Linked DNA regions of Mus musculus: all the other regions are linked to region 3. A link is a contact called in public HiChIP or PLAC-seq data. All regions are on one chromosome and are shown on one strand. Each heading gives the region's core, a stretch centred on a gene start, on an enhancer-like site or on the middle of the called end of the contact. The rest is flanking DNA. Distances are from core to core; before and after follow the strand shown. Region 1 overlaps Klhdc10 (kelch domain containing 10). Region 2 overlaps Gm40359 (a long non-coding RNA gene). Region 3 holds the start of Mest (mesoderm specific transcript).

Region 1 (4,074 bases), core at 130-2,629, 300 kb after region 3:
AATAAGTAAATGACTGAATTATATACATAATTCATTTAAACTAATTTTGAGATCAGTTTAAAGGGAGAAAAAAAATCCACTTCTTTATATTTCAATTATCCTTACAACTTCTTACACAGGTCTCCAGAAGTCCTTAAATAGTTACAGAACCAAACAAGCTGCAATAGGATATGGACTACGATGACACTACATTTGTTACTACCCTAAAGATATCTCTATTTTATGTGCTACTGATGATAGTATAATGTCCACCAGTACTTAGCACACTGCCAGACACCTAATATGCTTTACTAATTAGTATTTATTACCAACCTAATAAGGCCTTTTGTGTCTTTTTAAGCAAAAACTCTACTTTACATGATAAACTTTGGAACAAGAATTAAGATGCTATGCACAGAAATAGAGTACCTGAAAAACAAAGCAACAATGTATCTTTTAGTCGCTCTTGTCCTGTCAGTCCTGTGTGTAAATCACTGACAGCTCTTTAAGGCCTAGGTTAAGCATCTCAGAGCCCTCTGATGCTAAACCACTTCCTTTCACTTACTCACTAGAGCTATTAGCCTCACTGCCCAGCAAGCCTGGAGTCCTTCCTTTGACCTTGGCCTAGGCGACCTGCTCTCTAATTCTCCAGTGTAGAAATGCTCTCAAGTCTACCATATGTCCCTTTAGGTTCTTCTGGATCAGCAGCCTCCGTTCAATGTTAGGGCAGACCTAAAGTTATCGAGATGGGAATACTGTATTTTGTAAATATGAGTCCAATACCAGGCAAGTAGAATTCAGGCAACTAGGCATTGACAACTGATTTATGATTTGGTGTAAGTGAAGAATTAAGTTTCTGTCTGGCTCACTGAAAACAGGAGAGTAAGCTATGGGAGACCGAGCAAGGGCTCCCAGGACATCCTAGTTCTTTCGTCCAGGACCTTGGTGTAGACACAACCTTCCACTGAATCTGTCTCCTCATCTGTGCTGGGGAGGTACCACTGTACCTCGCAGATGTGCTATTGTTGAACGCTCACTGGCTTACACGTCTATCTTCCCAGGTAGTGGGGAGCTATGTGAGGAAAGAGAAATGCAGGTGCACCCACGTTCCTGTAACCTAGTGTGAGGCTCACATGAGACACTGAAGGGGGTTGAGAATGGAGCTGGTTTGTAACTGATTCCTCTCCACTCGTTTCATCTGTTTGTTTTTTATTGCAAACAGAGTAAAAGTTCCTCAAAGGCAAACAGCATGTACAATTATCCTGCATTACCCACATCACCTGACACAGCCGGAAAATACAACATATCTAAAAGTTTCCCTGGGTTTAACTTTAGGCCAAAGTAAACAGTGGCAGGGATGATTAAAACAATGACCAGCTCTGTGGACTCTGACACAGTATTTCCAAGATAGATGGTGTGGAGCTCAACAGCGAGCAGGTGCTGAGCATGTGGGAAGCCTGGCTTCAAACTCCAGCACCAAAAGAATAGAAGGGGGAGAGGGCAAGTGTGACTAGGGGATGGCTAGATTGTGTAAATGATCTTTGCAAGGTACATGCATCTAGGAATTAGCAAGACAAACGTAAAACAGTTGCTATGCTCACTGGTCAGGAAGGAAGACTCTCATGTTTTTTGTTTAGGTTTTACATATTGGGAAAATGTGAAAAGAATGACAGTAGCATTCTAGAACTTTCAATGGACACAGAGCAGAAAACATGGTCTAGGCTTACCGCCATCTTGGTGATGAACATAACATGTGGATCAAACACTACGGCAAAATGAAAAGATGATTTGACATAAAATGTACCCATTCATTCATTCTAAGCCCAAAAATTACTGGACAACAGCTGTGAACTGTTATTGTGACAGGTTCTGGGCCAGTGACACTGTCTCTGGGGCTTACAGCCTAGCTCTGCCCAACATAATGCAGTAATTCCTGGCTATACTTGAAATGTGGCTGGGCCCAACGGGAATTTGTGTTCAAAAATTTAGCATCCCTAAAAGAATGTAAAATTGTTGGGGAGTGGTGGTGCATGCCTTTAATCCCCATACTTGGGAAGCAGAGGCAGGCAGATTTCTGAGTTCAAGGCCAGCCTGATCTGCAAAGTGAGTTCCAGGACAGCCAGGGCTACACAGAGAAACTGTGTCTCAAAAAAACAAAACAAAACAAAAAAAACCAACCAACCAACCAAACAGAAAAAGTAAAATTACCAGTTCTACGTTAATGATATGATAAAATGATATGGGTTAAATAAAAATATTAACATAATGTCTTGTTTTTCATGTGGCTGCTACAAAACTTTAAGTTTGTAGCTCCTGTGTCTCCCAGATAGTGCTGAGTTAATCTAACTGCTAACTTCTGCTGTTCTCCGGATCTAGTCTAATTAAATGGCTGGGTAAGAGCATGTGATCAGTACCTGATCAATGCTGAACCTTCTGTCAAGGAGCCTTTAGAGCTGACAGAGTTAAGTTCTCTCTCCACAGAACCCCTTCCTATAGCCCAAGAGTGACTCCCGAATAGCAGAAACCCATTTCTTTCTTTTCTTTTTCTTTTTTTTGGTTTTTTGAGACAGGGTTTCTCTGTGTAGCCCTGGCTGTCCTGGAACTCACTCTGTAGACCAGGCTGGCCTCGAACTTAGAAATCTGCCTGCCTCTGCCTTCCAAGTGCTGGGATTAAAGGCATGCGCTACCACGCCCGACTCCCATTTCATTTTTAAAAAACCACAGGAATGTGTCAGGGCAGAAGCCAAGCACATGTGGCCAGCTCCTTGACCTTGACAAAATGAAATTTAGTTTTAGTCTAAAGTCTCTGAGTCCTCCACCAAGTTTTCCCCTGATACAATCATCCACAGGTTTGGATTGCCTGCTTCCAAAACTCTCACTAGAAAACAGAGGAGTAGGTTTCAGAGTGAGCTCAGAAGTAAAGATTCACAGAGCCAAGCCTAAAGACCAGCATCCAACTCCTGGAACATACAACACACACACACACACACACACACACACACACACACACACACACACACACACCACGGAATGTAAAAATGTGTGTGTAAGTGAGGAATGACAAATGACCCTGCATGCTGAGGTGATCTGAACATCAGAAGACACATACACGTAGCTGTGGGACCTGGACAGCTGAGCCATTTTCTTTCCCGAGGCAAGCATCTGTTCTAACTCAGGGGTAAACAGGAGTTATGGTAACTAGGGAGGTGGGTTTGATTTTGTAGCAGAAACCAGCTAGTTCTCTGAGATTATGCAACAGATTACTAGGTCATTTCCAATATTCTCATTATTACAAGTAATACTGGACTAAAGTTTCTTCTACATATTCCTATGAAAATGTATGAATAAATCTAGAAATAGAATTTTTGGGTCAAAGAAACATGCATTTCAAATATTTACAAATATAACTACTGTAGAGCTATATTACTGGACTATTTACAATCCTAAATATGCGTATGAAAGTGTGTATTTTGATCTTGTCCTGAGACAGGGTCTTAAGTAGCCCAGGATGATTTAAGCTACTGACCCTCCTACTCCTACTTTCAGAGCGCTAGGATTACAGATAGGGTCACCATGTCCACTTTCACAGTGTAGGGATGGATGAAAGGCAAGTGTGCTACCAACTGAACCACACACCTCAAAGCACCACTGCCTTCCTATCTTCTTATTCAGACGGGGTCTCAGTATACAGTCTGGGCCAGCCTTCAGCTCTCTAGAGGCAGGATCTCACTATATAGAGTTGGCTGACCTGAAATACAGTCTTTAGATCAGACTAGCCTTAAATGCTTAAAAACCTGTTTATGTCTCTCCAGTGAAAGGATTAAAGGCGTGCACCACCACATCTAGACAAGCCTCAAACTCCTGATCTTCTTTCTCTGCTTCCCCAGGGTGCAATCCAGAAAATTGGTTTTTTTAAAGATTATTTCTCTATGTGTATGACTGCCTAAATGTACGTACACTATGTGTATACCAAGTTGCCTAAGTGGGTCAGAAAAAGAAGTCAGAGCCTCTAGAACTGGAGCTATAGACAATTGTGAGCTGCCATGTGGGTGCTGAGAAACAAATCAGGGTCTTAATCAAGTGCTCTTAATCTCT
Region 2 (4,199 bases), core at 1,357-3,856, 270 kb before region 3:
GTGTGTGTGTGTGTGTGTGTGTGTGTGTGTGTGTGTGTGTGTAGGTTGGAAGAATCAAACTCAGGCTTGGTGGCAAATGCCTTGCCAGCCAACCCATCTTGCTGGCACATCACTTCCCTCATTATGAGAGGCAGTATAAGGTTAAACTCTGTCTTTTAATTTATTGAAGCAAATATTTACTGTTGCAGCGTCTTAGAAACTAATGATGTCTGTAACTATATTCAAATTAATTATGAGAATTATCGAAGACTTTCAGAAGTTTTGGTTGGGGATGTCATTAGAACAATTTATGTCGTCAAATAGATTTAAAACATTGCTTATATTCCGCAAGAATGAATCATAGGAGGCATTAGCATATTTTAATTAAAAGATTCAAGTAGCACAATTATATCCAAATTACACTTTGTGATCTCCCTAATAGCTTTACAAGTAATTTTCAAATATATTTGAAACCTTGCCCAGAGGGTTTTACTTGGTATAAAGCAACCAAAGAATTTTTAGCAACATTCATAGAAAGCTTTGTAGAAACATCCAATTTTCTAAACCATATCAAGATCAAGGTTTGGACACTGTGGGAATGTCTAATTAGTACTGAGACTATCACATCGTCACCTCCTCGTTAAGTATTCATTAACTTGCGCATTATTTTTTGAGATAGGATTTTGTCTATCCCTGGCTGGCCTCAAACTTGCTGTGTCTTGAACTTTTGATCCTCCTGTCTCTACCTCTGTGCCTTGGACTGGACTCAGTCAGCAGGGTGACAAACAGACACAACATAAGGGAGTGTTGATCTGAATGTAATTTCTCAAAGCGAGCATCAGACTTAAAATACAGAAGAAAATAAGGAAGTTGGGTAACACATCAGCCAAGGTACACTGAGGTTACCGAATGCATAATGACTCTTTACACAAAATAGAGGAATGCATACATAAAGACTAGCAGGAACTAGGCAATAAAACAACTGAGACAAAATCACCTCTATCTAAGGTCAGCTATATTCTTAGAAGCCAGGTGTGAGGTCTTTATGCTCCCGGGGCAAGGGCTTTTTGTGTCCAAGCCATAGTTCTAATTAGGGAGTTCTGCTCTAGCTAACCTTCTCATGAATAATGCAATACTCTAGTTCCTCCTTAAACCACAGCCCAATCTTCTTCCTAAACCATTGTAAATTCCTGTATATGGGAGTGACTTGGCTGTTAATCTAAGTGATTTTGTGTAGACTTTCTTCTATTAAGTAATGTAGTCTGCCATTCATAATTATAATAAGAATTCTAAACTTACTTTGCTAAGCTTGCCCTGAAATTTCTAACTCTATGTAGTAGATAGTAATGCCTGATTTCTTTAACTATCTCTCTTTCAATACTGGAGGCAATTCATCTGAATAGGCAACATTCTTACTGAATTCCAAGCTCAGGGTCGGCTCAAGGACTGCCTAGGACATTGGTGAAGGCCAGGAAGCAAAGTTCAATTTAGCTTAGGTATTTGACAAATCATTGCTTGGAGGCACCTATAATAAAACAATACTGAAAGAAAGCACACAGATCCATTCACTGACTAACACAAGGACATGTTTGGAGTATTCCTGCTACAGGATGCCAAGGCTCCAAGAGACTAAGTTTCCGTGAAACATTTTGCCATGGGACTGTGTCCAAGCTTTTGGGCCTGCCACTAAGTTTTTACTGGAGTGGGTGTGGCACCTCTGGAGTGCCAAGTTAACAGGTGTGAGTCACAGCACCTAGCAGGATGCTGGAGATCAAACCCAGGACTCCACACATGCTAGGCAACCACACTATCACTGAGCTACATGAACAGTGTCTCAACTTCTGGATATAGACCAATAGACCCCCAAAGTGCAGGGTCTATTGGTCTATATGCTGTGCTGTGCTGCAGTTGGCCCATGAGAGCCGCTCTGTATTTCTTTCCCCGCTTGGCCTTCAGTGACTGTGCACTGATAGATAGCTCGATAGAGGAGGGGAGTTTAGGACAATGAAACCAACAAAAGCTAAGAGCATCCTCTCCCATTCCTTCCTTTCTGAAGCAGAGGCCCACCAGCCTGTAGCTTCTCCCTTGGACCCGGCAGAGGTTATAATGGGGTGTTTTTGCTGTCTGCGTTTTGCTGGGGAATGGCTCCTGCCATATGAGTCCATGGATTTTAACTATTTCAGTGAACTCTGCTGGCTTTTCGAGATGGCAATTTTCCCCTTTTTTTTTTTTTTTTGTACATGCAGTTAAGAATTGTCCTAAGGGATGAGTCTCCACCGAGTCTTCAGTGGCACTCTGTGCTAGGCTCCTAGCCTGTCCATCTCAGGAAGTGGTACCCTCTTTGAGTCATTTTCTCTCACCATTATTGCTGCCAGTGTCCTACCCTCAGCCCAGCTAGTCTCAGTGGACTTTCTTCAGCCTCTCTATCCTTAAATGCCTCTTGGAACTAGACTTGGCCCCTCCCCCTGCTGCCTGAGAAGCTGACTTTCTAAATCAATTCTCTCTCTTTCTCTCTCTCTCTCTCTCTCTCTCTCTCTCTCTCTCTCTCTCTCTCTCAATTCAGAAGTCCCGTGAGCTGTGGCCACAGGCCAAGATCCCAAATTAACCTATGCCATCATTTCCCTCTTAGCACTTGAAACTGTAGCATGCTCTGGGCAGAATGCCAAGGCTTTCTATCCTAGGCCCTAACGGCCTTCATTACCTAAATAAAATGTTGCCTGAAATAGAAAAGTCAGATTTTTTTAACTCTTTATTGACTTTTACTTTATGTTACTAATTGCTATTGAGCATCCTGTGAGCTGTAGCGCACCTTGGTAAGGATGAAGCTTTCAGGAAACATTTTCAGGGTTAGCCTAAGAATTACAATGTCTTAGCAGACTCAAACACCAAGCAGTTTTGTAAACATTAACAGAAGAAAGCTCTTTATGCCAGCTTGACAATGGAAGTTCTGTGCAGCTGTGAATGCTTCAAAACTCTCTCTCTCTCTCTCTCTCTCTCTCTCTCTCTCTCTCTCTCTCTCTCCTATTTTTGTTGTGGTGGGTTTTGTTTTTGTTATTTAATCAAGCATAATATTTTTATTGATTATTTGGGAATTTCACACAATGCACCCTGATCGCCTGATCGTACCCCATTCACCTTCCTTTCTTCCCGGGTCCATACTCTCACCGCCCACCCCACCCCCCAAGAAACAGAAGAAAATAAAAAATATACCCCAGGTCCAGTTTGTGTTGCCCATATACTCAATGGAGCATGCTGAAATGCCCAGTGGCCAGCCACTTGAAGATAACTGAGTCCTTCCCCATCCCCACCCCACCAGAAGCCACCAACTGTGAAGTGCTACACTTTAGCTGCCTTAGCACAATTTTTAAGCACTCTCTTCAACGTTTTCCTGCCTGACTTTTTTCTTTTCTTTTTTTTCTGGGAGTAGGGGTGGGCTAGGGGTGGAGGTGGCGGGGGAGGGGGTGGGGAATGTTGTCACAGATGCCTTCTATGTCTCTCATTCTCAACTGTGAGTCTGCATTAGATCGACGATGCCACGACAAAAGAAGCTTCCTGGCCCAAAACAGCCAGCGGCAGCATGGATTGTGGACCTCAACATGACCCCAGGTGGCAGCATAGACCACAAACGCCAACAAGGCCCTCCCTCTGCGGGAGCATGGACCGCAGATACCAACTTGGCCTCTGGCCGCAGCCCTGACCACAAACACTCATGTGTTCTCTAGCAGTAGTATGGACCAAGGACATCAACATATCCCCAACCCCACCTTCCACCCCCACTGCAGCATGTAACATCCACGTGGCCTTTGGCAGCAACACAGACCCATGGGTATCAACATCCCGCAACAGCAACAGCAGCGGCACGAACCATGGACGTCTTTTCAGGTGGTCCAATCCAGGAAATGAACTGTTCTCCATCTTGGAAGCCCTGTCTCTGCTCAGAGCTGAGAGAGATCTGTAGCCTGGGCAGTGTGCTGGGGGCAGAGGCTGTGAGGGCTCCAGGCTCCAGGCTACTCAGGAACAACAGCTCCCCCACCCCCCGCTGCACCCCACCACAGCCTCACCCCCACGTCTGTCATGAGCAGCTCCATCTGCTAACTCTGCCCCACCTCTCTATCACACGTATATTCACCGAAGTGGCATTAAAACCTGCAGCGTCTCTGTTGTGGTTATTCCTCAGATTGTTTTGATATTGTATATTGTGAATGTCTAATGTACTTATA
Region 3 (3,799 bases), core at 757-3,256:
GGGGGGCAGGAGGGGGGGGGAAGCACAGATTTGTGGCCCCAGCTTGCCATGCCTGGATTTCAAAGGTCCAGATCAATTTATCCTGGAGGCGAGAAATAAGGCACGATTAGAAACCATTTCCTTTGTGACCCGCCATGGTCACCAAGGAAAGGGTTCTCTAAAGAATTGGGATAGTGCCTCCTAAACTAAAGCTACAGACATTAGGAAGTGAGCTACAAATAAAACCGCTGTCTTTGTATTTGAGTGCACCCTATACATAACACATTACCTGCAATTTGATGAAACTGACTGGGTTTTTGTGTGTGTGGGGGGGGTGTTCTCTGTAAACCTGAAATGGTGGGTAAAAACCAGCACCCCTTAGGAACCTCAGCTGCCTGCCTCAACTTTAGTCAGCGCTGAGACTTTTTTTTCCTTCCTCCAAAGTCACTGTCCAATAAAGACACAAGGCTTTGGTTCTACCTTTTGAGGCTATACTAGAAATGCCTGGCACAGTGCCAGAACACGATGGTTTTTATCTCAGTCTGTTATCCACTAACGGGTTTTAAGGCTGAACCTCTTTGAAAAGCAAAAGCATTAGGTTTGGGGGAGGGGGGGGTCTTTTTGTTGTTACTGCTCATTTCCTCAGAACCCATTTGGTCCTGTTACCTGTTCATACATTTTCATGTAGCCTCTGGGGCATCCTTGCTGGACTCACTGAATCCGCAGTGACTCAGCAGAACGCCGGGGAGGGGCGCCTACTGCAGAGTGAACAGGGGCTTCCTGCTGGCGCAGGGAAACAGAGGTGCCACACCCACGCTCTCCGGACCATACCTCAGTGCACCTCCTCCATGCAGGAAAGGGGGGACAACCCCCCCCCCCAGCCATTCTCAGCTTTAGTTACCTTGGTAAAAATACCCCAAACATTTTAAGATTTTTAGCAGTCAAGGAAACTAGCAATCGGACCAAAAGGTTTAAACAATAATTTTTAAGTCCACTCTCTAATATTTGATGGTACCATGATTTAGAGCAAAAATTCAACACACTCGCACAACAAACTTTACGTGCCTTGATTTCTTACTGCTTTAAATGATGTAAAAACATATTTATCTAATACCACCAAACCAGCCCACCTGACTCATTCTTATTGAGAACTACGCTGTGCACCCACAAACCAAAGCAAACAATTCTTTTTACATTTTAAGAGCCTGGCCGCGTGCCGGTGTCCCCCGGGGTTTCCATTTCTGGCTCCCAAACAACACTTATAGCCGTGGCCACACTGCGCGGCACGATCTAGTCGCACCTATGCGGTAACCCTGCCATTGTGAGTCCAGAACCTGGAAATTTTAAGTCGCTCTGTGACAATCTCAGCTCCTGAATTCCTAAATCACATGCCGTGGTCTAGAAATCTTAAATCACGCCACAACAATGACCAGCTCTGAAGATCCTAGAACACACCAGGCATTACCAAGGTTCTCGAATCCTAAGTTGCTTCACCACCACCTCCTAAATCGTACCACAACGAAGACCCAGACAAAAAAAGGCTAATTCTCACATGTTAATGCAAAAATCCTCAAATTCGTAAATCTCACGCGACTAAACCCTGGTTCTAAAAATCATCAGTGAGGGCGATTCCGAGAGTTTGGGCTGGGCGGCAACCTTTGGATAAGGATTTTTGCCTCCCGCATCTCCGGGGTGCGGGCCGGCCACACCCCCTCTGGCGGCACGGGCTGGCAGCACCCACCTGCGCAAGCGATCTCGGCGCACCATGGCCGCATTATCCCATGCCGCCCGCCGCAGGATTGCGGATCACAGGGCGCGCCGAGGCGCCCGCAGCGATACAGGATCGGAGGTGGCGTCTGCGCAGCCTACGGTCCGCGCAGGGCGGCCCGCGGCAGCGGCAGCAGAGGCAGCAAGCAGCAACTCGGGCGAGCCTGCAGCACTACGCCGTTTGGCGAGGTGCGGCTGCCGCAGAGGAAAGCTGCTGCGCCTGAGAAGAAGCACCGGGATGTGCTGGTGGCCGAAGCAGAGAGGAGCAAGCAGGCACCGACTTTTAAAGCCCACTGAGCCCCGCCTCTAACCCGCCCATCCTGCCGCAGCGCCCCTCCTTCTCGCTCCCGCCGCAGAGCCCCTCCCCACCGCTGCAGAGAGGGGGGGCCTTTCCCGTGGGCGCCTCCAGGGGTATTGACCCGCTACCCCCTCTTTCCTTATAGATCTCTAATCCTGAACCCCAGATTCTAGTGAAGAAAGCCTTCCCATGTGTTAATGCCGCGGGCAAGGATGACAAACGTCTGAGAGAGTCCCTCCCCAACATATCCCTTGGACCACGCACTGGTCCCTAGACCCTGGAAGACATAAAACACCCCAAAGCTGGGGTTCTTGTTGCGGCACCCACTTCTTTTCTACCTCCTACGTGTGTTTTGAGCCCTAAGAGTGAGTACGCATCTAAAAATTCGGGTCACCAATGCGCGGCAACCCCAAGCCCTTAGCCCATGATAACAAAGAAGGAAGGGCACACTAAATGGCTAGGGAATGGACAAATTCTCTGGTATCAGTGGCTAAGTGGACACATTCATGGACAGGCTGCGATCACATAGAATGGGCCAAAGTCACCACCACGGTGGCACCGGTACACTTCCTTTGCCGCAGCACAACGTGGTCCACATGCCAGAAGCTGCTGCAGCGCCCTTCTGGAGCAGCGTTGGGGACCGTTCATTGGGGGCACAAGCCTCCTTTACGTGCAACACAATCACAGTGCAAACACCCTAGAGGTGCGGACAAAACTGTAGATTTTTTTTTAATCCCAAATCCCTTAAAAGTCATCTTTCACACCTTCGCAAAGTGCGGAGCATCGTGATGCCTGTGTGAGGTTTGGAACCGTTCCCTGAAATTCTAGCAGCCTAGGCACGGGCAAGCTAGGGATGCTGCGAACGCAGGCTGGCCCAGCGGGGGCGCTGCAGGCCTCTCTTCGGAGCCTGGTTTGCTGCAGCTTTGGCTTTGCAATGTCCAAGCCCAACCGTGCAGTCGATCAAGATTGGGCCAGAGAACTGCAATGGGTCAGTCGAACCCTTGGGGGATCTAACCTGTGGGTATCTTCCCATGTTCGGGGAGTTCGTGACCACCCAGCTGACACTGAAAATGCCAGCACCTGAGAGAGGGTCATCAGAACACGTAATGCGGTCCAGGGTATACTTCTTCGGGGACCGCAGGAAACAAATGCTTGTGTGGAGCCTCCGCAGGCGATGCACAAGATTGTGAAGTGAATGAGGGATCGAAGGGTGGCACTTTTTTACATTTTCTTTTTGATTTCAGAATATTTTCTGTCATGTCGGGCCCTTCTTTCTCAGCCTAAGACCCTCAAAGTCTGAAACCATGTCTCATTAACCTTTTGTATCCCAGATCCCGCCATGGGGTGGGCAACAAAGCAGGCCCCTAACAAATACCGCATGAATAAGTTCAAGAATTTGAGGGCGCACAGGGGAGGAAGTAATTAAGGGGAGGGAGGAAGGGGTTGTCTTGAGTGATGAATAGACATTTACCAGAGACAAAGAACATTCCAGCCCGAGGGGACGGCTTTCGCCAAGCACCCGGGGCTCTGCACCGTAACCTTTGGTTTTTTTCTTTAAAAAAAAAAAAAAAAGTGTTTCCTTTGGGCGCCAGCGCCGACTGGGGGCTGGGGGCGGAGAGGTGGGGTGGAGGGCAGACCAGAAAGAGTAGTTCATCAGAAGGAATGTGGAATGTGTCCTAAATGAGAAGCTACGGATGTTTAAATCCTGTAAGACCGCAATTTAAATTCACCCCTTTACAAGTAGAGGATTACCTA

What was found. HiChIP or PLAC-seq counts read pairs in DNA pulled down with a chosen protein or histone mark.
Region 1: a FOXA1 HiChIP or PLAC-seq map of pancreatic cancer cells shows a contact between it and region 3. The contact joins the enhancer-like site here to the promoter of Mest in region 3. A contact is called at or near these places in 9 of 39 promoter capture datasets (the C10 cell line, cranial neural crest, embryonic stem cells and 5 more), 1 of 484 Hi-C or Micro-C datasets (embryonic fibroblasts), 16 of 115 datasets of contacts at active chromatin or transcription factors (bone marrow-derived macrophages, craniofacial prominence, embryonic basal ganglia and 10 more) and 4 of 9 other capture datasets (adipose tissue, liver, macrophages and 1 more).
Region 2: an H3K27ac HiChIP or PLAC-seq map of stem cell-derived neural progenitor cells shows a contact between it and region 3, with 3 times the contacts expected there. The contact joins the enhancer-like site here to the promoter of Mest in region 3. A contact is called at or near these places in 11 of 39 promoter capture datasets (the 3T3-L1 cell line, the C10 cell line, the HPC-7 cell line and 6 more), 1 of 484 Hi-C or Micro-C datasets (bone marrow-derived macrophages), 9 of 115 datasets of contacts at active chromatin or transcription factors (embryonic hindbrain, embryonic stem cells, forebrain and 1 more) and 4 of 9 other capture datasets (adipose tissue, embryonic stem cells, liver and 1 more).

What each region holds. Positions count from the first base shown.
Region 1 is chr6:30,434,491-30,438,564 of GRCm38.p6, reverse strand. The region is part of intron 2 of Klhdc10 (kelch domain containing 10); the gene reads right to left. Among named protein-coding and RNA genes, the nearest start is that of 1700012C14Rik, 24 kb to the left of the region's middle. Within about 2 kb of position 1,379, at least 13 of the 459 cell types and tissues checked have an H3K27ac peak or open chromatin away from gene starts, as enhancers often do. A contact at or near this core is called in pancreatic cancer cells, where this site is marked.
Region 2 is chr6:31,010,003-31,014,201 of GRCm38.p6, reverse strand. It overlaps Gm40359 (a long non-coding RNA gene), which reads left to right. Exons shown (of 2, transcript XR_868931.2): 2 at 3,503-4,137. Among named protein-coding and RNA genes, the nearest start is that of Gm40359, 2.8 kb to the left of the region's middle. Within about 2 kb of position 2,606, at least 36 of the 459 cell types and tissues checked have an H3K27ac peak or open chromatin away from gene starts, as enhancers often do. A contact at or near this core is called in bone marrow-derived macrophages and stem cell-derived neural progenitor cells, where this site is marked.
Region 3 is chr6:30,736,257-30,740,055 of GRCm38.p6, reverse strand. Mest (mesoderm specific transcript) reads right to left here and starts at 2,006. Exons shown (of 12, transcript NM_008590.2): 1 at 1,721-2,006. The coding sequence starts at 1,746.